Linked DNA regions of Mus musculus: region 1 is linked to region 2. The links are chromatin contacts, called in public Hi-C maps. All regions are on one chromosome and are shown on one strand. The core of a region is the stretch at or near the end of the contact, and the rest is flanking DNA. Distances in the headings are between cores, read along the strand shown.

Region 1 (3,659 bases), core at 726-3,225, 99 kb after region 2:
TGTGTTGTCTTACCCTCCTGACCTCACTGTGGAGGCCACTACACTTGTCCCCAAGTCCCCAGAGAGCACCCCCTTGCTTTGAAAATCAGATTAACCCCCACTGGCTACCATCCCTGCATGTAGCCTGCCTTACAGCTTTGACTCTCATTCCTTTCTCTCCACACCAGTTCAAGCATTCTTTCCTCCCCCCTCCTCTTCCTCCTCCTCCTCCTCCTCCTCCTCCTCCTCCTCCTCCAAGCATTGTCTATTGCTTCTGACTCACACTGCCCCAGGCAGCAGGCTCCTCCACCTTCCCAAACACACTATCCTGTTTCAAAGACTCAGTCCCTTTCTCCACAGGCTCTCCGGCAGGGACTCTACAGTGGCTAGATTATGAGGCCAGGAAAGGGGAGCGAGAAGTAGTTGGGGTTTCCACACCTGTTTCCAGGGTCCCATGCTTTATTAGAAGTTTTGACCACAGTCTACACTATGGTTCAGCATTCTTTTGGGAGTCTGAGTATTAAAACATAAAAAGCAATGGCACCCATAAAGGTCTAGAAGAAAAAGCCGATCTTTTGATGGTTCTATTTTGTCTGGGGCTTCCCAGACTGTTACCAAGTGTCAAACACTCTTCTGTTCTCTAGTGACTTTCCAGATGCTGGCCAGGAAGTATCTAAACTATGAAGTTTCAACTGTTTCCATCTGAACAAGGGCAGCAGCTGCTCAAATACTACAGCTTCATTAGTTTAAACAAATTTGTCATTAAACTCTCCTCCAGGTTCCCAAAATTTGTCACCCTCCCAAGTTTGCTGAGCTCATCACTGCTCCTACCCAGGGCTCCCAGGCCTTCACCAACTTCTCACCATCCAGTGCGGGTCATCTCAGTGTGTGCTATAAGCTGCCTCTGCTCCCTAAGCTTTGGGGTGCCCAAGGTTTCTGCTCAGTCGTGGTTTCCCACAATCAATTATCTGTCCTCTGAGTTCTAGAGTTTAACATCACACATGAAAAGGTGAAGAAACAGGGCAGGGAGATTCGACTCAAGGTAGCCCATTCTGCACAAAATGGACGTTCTGCTGGACCAGAGTGGACCCACAGCTCAAGGCGGTCACAGAGGAACTGTGATGTCTTCAAATACGCACGTGCTATTAAATGATGCCAGTAAGAGTTATGAAAAAATGCCAATGGTTTTATTTTTAGCTTGAAGATTTCTGGGTTCATTTTTATCCACAAGAGCTAAGTATGAAGGAGGGTTCTCATGAGAACCTCATGGAATCTAGATTCAGCCATACACTATAGCAAGAGTCATGGTTTAAACCAACTAGCTGGCCCCCAACTTTCTTCTAGAACATACACAGATCAATGGCTTCCTGAAATATCAACCCATCATCCTCTAGATGTCACCTTAAGAACATGCCAGGATAGAGGATAACTGCTTTGAACCACAAAAAAAAAAAAAAAAAAAAAAAAAAAAATCCTGAAATAAATAATCCTGAAATTTTGCATGCAGGATTCAACAGGCTGACTGGAAAATGTTTTATATTTTGTGGACATTAATTTTCATTTTATTATTTATTTGTCAATAAATAGTTAGCCCAATTAAGGTATGGCTCATAAAATTTATCTAATTTGCTTTTTTGGAATGTTTCTTCTTCTTCTTCTTCTTCTTCTTTTTTTTTTTTTTTTTTTTTTTTTTTTTTTTTTTTTTTTTATTTCAAAAACAGATTTTCGGAATCTCCTGCCAATCAATAGAAACAGAAATCCTTTAAGAAATGTTTGTGATGTACTCTGCTTTCTCTTGAATATATTCGCTGTCTTGAAAGTTCTCCCCATGGCTGAGGCCCCTCAGGTTACCACCTGGGCACTGCAGAAGAGAGGAGGGCGCTGTAAGTCCAGGAGCAGCAATTAGCTGTTTCTGGAACGTTAAGAACACTTGCTTATGGATGACTACCCAGCAATTGTTTCTCTCCGACCAGCTCAGACTCTGCAGGCCAATGAGCTACTTGACTTACTCAAGCAGTCCCCTCAAATCAAGGGACCTGTCAGGGAATTCATTCAAGTCTCAAACACCTTTGAGTGAGTTAAATCGGCCTGGAAACCGGGGAGGAAACAAAGATTTTTAGAGTGACTTTGGGGAATCCTGGATTATCTACTTAGCCTAAGGGTGACATGTTCAAAATTTACAAAAATACCTGAGTCATTTTCTTGTAAAGAAAGCCACCTGCCCTACAGAGGGGTTTGAGGTCAGAGTCCTGGAACTCCTAAGGGGATCTTTTCCAGCAACCGAGAGTTGTGTAAAAAACCCACAGTGGTCCTAGGGATGGAGCTACAGGACCCTACACTGGGCACAAAGAATGAGTGCTCACGAGCTCACAACATTAGATTTCTCAACTCTCAAAAGCACTCCACTGAACTCCATCGCTGGCACTCAGCCTTCCTGGTGACCATGGGCAGTGACTCTGATGTGTGTTCTGACTACCGCCTGGTAACATGCCACACTCTGTACAGATGCCACCAGTCGAAGAAGAAAAAGCCAATGAGTCCTAAAGCACTGCTTGTTCCCTCTGGTTCGAATGGGAACTACTTCTAAATAAAAGACACCTTGCCGTGTTCTTGATGTCGGAGATGTAGCAGGGAGGCATTTAGCGTGGCATAAAAACACAAGGTGAAGAAATGCCTCCTTTGACAGCGCTTGCCACCGTCAAAGTAGCAAACATCGCAGTGTGGGAGAGCATTTGCAGAGATAGTTTCGAATAGGCGAGAAACCTTATTTGTACCAAATTTTCAAATTATCCTATTTAGAAAATATAATGGAGAAATTTTTTATCTCATGCAAATTCTAAAATGTGAGAGAATGCCCAATATTTTATAGCTCCTTTATGAATCAGATATACTCCAGTATTTCAACTACTGACAGTAGAGTACTACAGCAGTGAGTTTATATTCTCTAAGTCTAAACTTGATCACTGTCCTCTATAATTATGAAACTTCAAAAGCCAATTACCTTACCTTTAAAGAAAAATGCAAATAGAACTGCTTAAGGCTTTGCTTTATATATATAATAATGACTTTGCATATAAAGGCCGAGTCTCAGAAATACTTGTCTTTTTATCCCAATTGCTTTCCTTTTTAATAGTGAGCATTTCCTCTGGGTTACCTCCAGTATCACTGGTCTCTCTCTGATCCAATGACACACATTTACAATCACTCAATGATTGTGTACAGTGAACTCAAGAGTTCCCTTAGTCCCTTGGCAATCCAGAAAAGGAATAAGGCATTTTCAGGGCATACTGTCTTCCATCTAACTATATAAATGTCTATCATCTCTTTGCTTATGAACTAAAATAAAGACAGGAACTAAACAAGAGTCTTATTGCAGTCACCTTTTTCTTTTAAAATCCACCCTCTCGCAAAGATAAGCGGCAGGAAGAAGAAAACATAGGTGAGTCCCAATGCTAATCTTTGTATATTCCCATTCTATTTATCCCCACGACAGACAGCTTCAACCCCTGCCCTGAGGGTTCTCACAGCCGAAGCAGGTTGGATAAATGGCTATTTATGAAGCTGGAAACAGGTGAGAGCTATCTCTTGGTACCTGAAATGAGCTCTTTCTCTACACCTGCTCAGTCTGTGGTCTGGAAGTGAAAAGGAGCATGTCTCTTCTCTACCCATCCCCAGCTCCA
Region 2 (3,520 bases), core at 728-3,227:
AAACTGAGAAGAAGAGCAGTTATTTCCAGATGTTTCAAAAGTGGTGTCTCCAGGATATAGTATAATTTTTACCGAATTTATCAGTAAAGAAAATTTCAAAGGGAAAAAAAGGAAGACTATCATAGAATGAGCAGGATAGTTTTTAAAGGGATTAGTATGTCTTGTGTTGACAGCTCCTTGGAGAAGGGTTGTTTGAAGCTGGATGGGGTTTTAATTGATCAAAACAATAATGGCATGTGTGTTGTGTGTTTGTTGTATGATTGCATGTGTGCCCATATCCTCAGCTCTGTGCGCTTAGATGAACTATTGACTGAGTGAGAAAGAATACAAAGAATCACCTCTTTAAATCACACGTCTTTAGCTGTTAATGACTAAAAGAAATATGTTGCATTCTCTATTAGTGGCCAGTTAGGTATAAAATCAAGAGTCTGTGGTGACATTCTTTTTTAAACAAAGAGTCAGATTGTAATATACACGATGGTCAGTGAGAAACACCAGCTATTTCGTACTTTCTTTTGGATAAATAAGGCAAAATGATACAATCATGCTATCAGGTAATAATTTGATACTTGGATTGTCTAAAAAAGTATGAATTATCTAATATAAACAATGAGAAGAAGGCATAAGCAGTAGCTGATAAACAAATAATTTTGGTTTCTAGTCATATGACAGAAATGAGATTTAAAACATGTTTATCTAGAAATTACAGAATAATAATATTACATCACTATAAAACAAATGTTTAGTTTGTTCCTTCTTGGTGTTTCAATGGTGGGTATTTTTTTCAAATTATATTTCCTCAGAAATACTTTTGAAGTTAAAAATATGACGCATCTATCTCTTTAAAAAACATCACACACAAACTCACACACACTCAAACACAAATACACACACACACACACACACTAGTTTATCTACAATCTGTGCTGCCCTAATCTATCTAAACTTTGTTTGCATCAAACCAGTTACTTTTACGCGTCAAGGAAATGCAAATAATGGAAGTTACAGTCACTCCCCTAACACGTCGGTGCATTCGGTTTCAGTTTAAGAACTGTGGGTTTGCACTGATTCTCGCCGCTCTAATCTCAGCCCATGTACTGTGGGCATCTCGCATTCACAAGCAGCACACATTGGCAGTTCTCGCTGATAACTTGGAGCGGATTCCCTACAGATGAGTTCTTTGAATATCCAAGGCAGAAAGGATTTGATTGTTACATTGTATGTTATCTTTTCTTGATCTTAAGGCCCTGGCCTGTGTAGACATTCCACAGAGCCTGAGAAGAGAGTGCAGACAGCTGACTGGAGGAAGAAGACAAAAATTCCCATTGTTTAGATTTCTGTCAGAGGATATAAGAATAGTTAATTTCTTTTATCTCTAGGGCTTTCATTATCATTTAAATTTCATTTTACATTAATTGATCAGGGATTAGTAAAGCCATTATGCAGAAATTAGAATAAGACAAGCCAGATGGAATGAATAATTCATAAAGTCCAATTACGTTTTATTTCTGGTGTACTTTCAAACTTGCCTCTGACTTCTGTGCTATTTTGATGTGACAATATTCGCTGGAAATCAAGTGTGCCATTTTAATTTATTATATCCCTCTGGAGTGGAGGCATTTGTATGCAGTGGAAAAATGCTCTGTGTTTCCCCTCAGAACATCAACTGTAGGGGTCTTGGAAATCCTTGGTGATTTAGAAAGGAAGTCATATTTTCTGTGTAAGTTCAGAGGTTCTAGAATGAGCCACATTGCTCCACTTGGTTCTGGCGAACTAACCCCATACAGGGAGGCTAAGGTCTTGAGTGGAGAGATTTCCACTTTTCTGTAAGAGCGCAAACCCGCATTTAAAGGTATTTGTCTCCTTCCCTCGCCGCACAAAAAGAGTTAAAATATGAATTTGGCCTGCAGTTGGACTGGAAGAAGCCATCGTTGCTGCAGCGACAAGGGAGGTCCACGAGGTGGCAGACGTTGCCTTCGGTGCAGAGCCAGGGTCGCCAGGGACCGCCCGGGCTTCGGAGCATGCCAGCAGGTCCAAGCCCCTCAGCCCACTGCTGGGTTCAGGCTCCCGCGACCTGCATGCACAGCTTGGCCTGGCAAGAATTCCGAGCTAATGGCAGTCGCGTCCACCTGTCTGGAATGTCGCTTACAACTGTGTCTGAAACCGCCTCGCTCCGCGGGTCCCGGCCCCGGCCCATTCAAAGTACACCCCACCCCCGGGGATTTATTTATGCCACTGGACAGTTGTAGTCACATTAAAGCTCCGGTTCACCTTCTCGAGGACTTTCATCTCGGGAAGTTTTATGACACTTGGTGAATGTGCAAAGTTTTTAATTAGGCTCTCTAGACAGCCCGAGGCGGCGGCAGCGCCACTAAGTCTTCACGGTCTCTCTGCTTTACAGCACAACAAGCCGCTCTACTCCTTTGAAGACAATGCAGACTATGTGTACGATGTCATGTGGTCCCCCGTGCATCCCGCGCTCTTTGCCTGCGTGGACGGGATGGGGCGCTTGGACCTCTGGAACCTCAACAGTGACACCGAGGTGAGCGACAGGCGCCCGGGCCCAGGGATGGGAAAGGGGGACCCGGGTCACTCTGCAGTCTGGTCCTTCGTGGGGGGGGGGGGAGCCTTTTGTGGACAGACCCTACAATTGCCTCTGGGTACAGTCCATTGCCCCCACTCTCAACCCCCAATTCTTGACTTCCCAGAAGGGAACCAACAGATGCATTGGCCAAAACTCCATGTCACTTCATCCCTAAACTGTACCAGATCTTAGACAGTTAACGACTCTGCCCCACACACATCTTTTCCCCCAACAGCACAAAGTGTGTTCACACTTTTCCCTAAGGGGAAGGACACATCGTGTTGAAATAACTTTATTGGCAGAGACTTGGAAAAGTAAGCTTTTGTGGGTGCTGTTTTTAGACTGGATTATTGAAATGAGGTTACTCTGTCAACGCTGGCTATTTGTACAATTTCTGTTTCGACTCCATTGAAGATGGTTCTCTACACTGCTTTCTGTTTAGTTCTACCATCCATTTGATTTATTGCTATGGAAATATTCCTTGTCTACAATATTGAACTCAAAGGCCATAGTGTCTAAGTTTATACATGTATGCAAAACTCAATTCGTCTTTAAAATGGGATTTTAACGTGTCACATTTAAAGTCATTCACAAGATAAAATAGGCATCTATTTAAAAAAAAAACAGTTGATAACAAAATGAATATTTTTGAGGATGTCATCTGCTTTGTTCCTCTTCTTTCAATCCCTCAAAAGTATCGAGGGCCTAACTCAGGGCCTTGGGAATGATGTTGTTGCCAGGGACCGTGTTACATGACTATTTTATGTCCTAAAATGGCCTCTGCATCATTTCTTGGTTTTTGGTTCCGGTACAAATACCCAGGTAAAGATTCCATGGGACAAGGTATATATATATGTCAAGTAAAGCAGGCCTTTTGAAGTTCTTGGCGCAGGAAGCCATTCAGCCTTTGTAATTAAGGATCCTAAGGCTGGAGGA

What was found. A called contact is a pair of places that touch in the nucleus more often than the background predicts.
Region 1: a contact with region 2 is called in a Hi-C map of uterus, with 5 times the contacts expected there. The contact joins two enhancer-like sites. A contact is called at or near these places in 1 of 39 promoter capture datasets (hippocampal neurons), 20 of 484 Hi-C or Micro-C datasets (the 3T3-L1 cell line, embryonic fibroblasts, embryonic stem cells and 4 more) and 3 of 115 datasets of contacts at active chromatin or transcription factors (all in embryonic stem cells).

The regions. Positions count from the first base shown.
Region 1 is chr6:6,103,361-6,107,019 of GRCm38.p6, forward strand. The region is part of intron 11 of Slc25a13 (solute carrier family 25 (mitochondrial carrier, adenine nucleotide translocator), member 13); the gene reads right to left. Among named protein-coding and RNA genes, the nearest start is that of Slc25a13, 110 kb to the right of the region's middle. Within about 2 kb of position 1,976, at least 6 of the 459 cell types and tissues checked have an H3K27ac peak or open chromatin away from gene starts, as enhancers often do. A contact at or near this core is called in uterus, where this site is marked.
Region 2 is chr6:6,003,869-6,007,388 of GRCm38.p6, forward strand. Dync1i1 (dynein cytoplasmic 1 intermediate chain 1) reads left to right here. Exons shown (of 17, transcript NM_010063.4): 15 at 2,402-2,542. Among named protein-coding and RNA genes, the nearest start is that of 1700019G24Rik, 28 kb to the left of the region's middle. Within about 2 kb of position 1,978, at least 97 of the 459 cell types and tissues checked have an H3K27ac peak or open chromatin away from gene starts, as enhancers often do. A contact at or near this core is called in uterus, where this site is marked.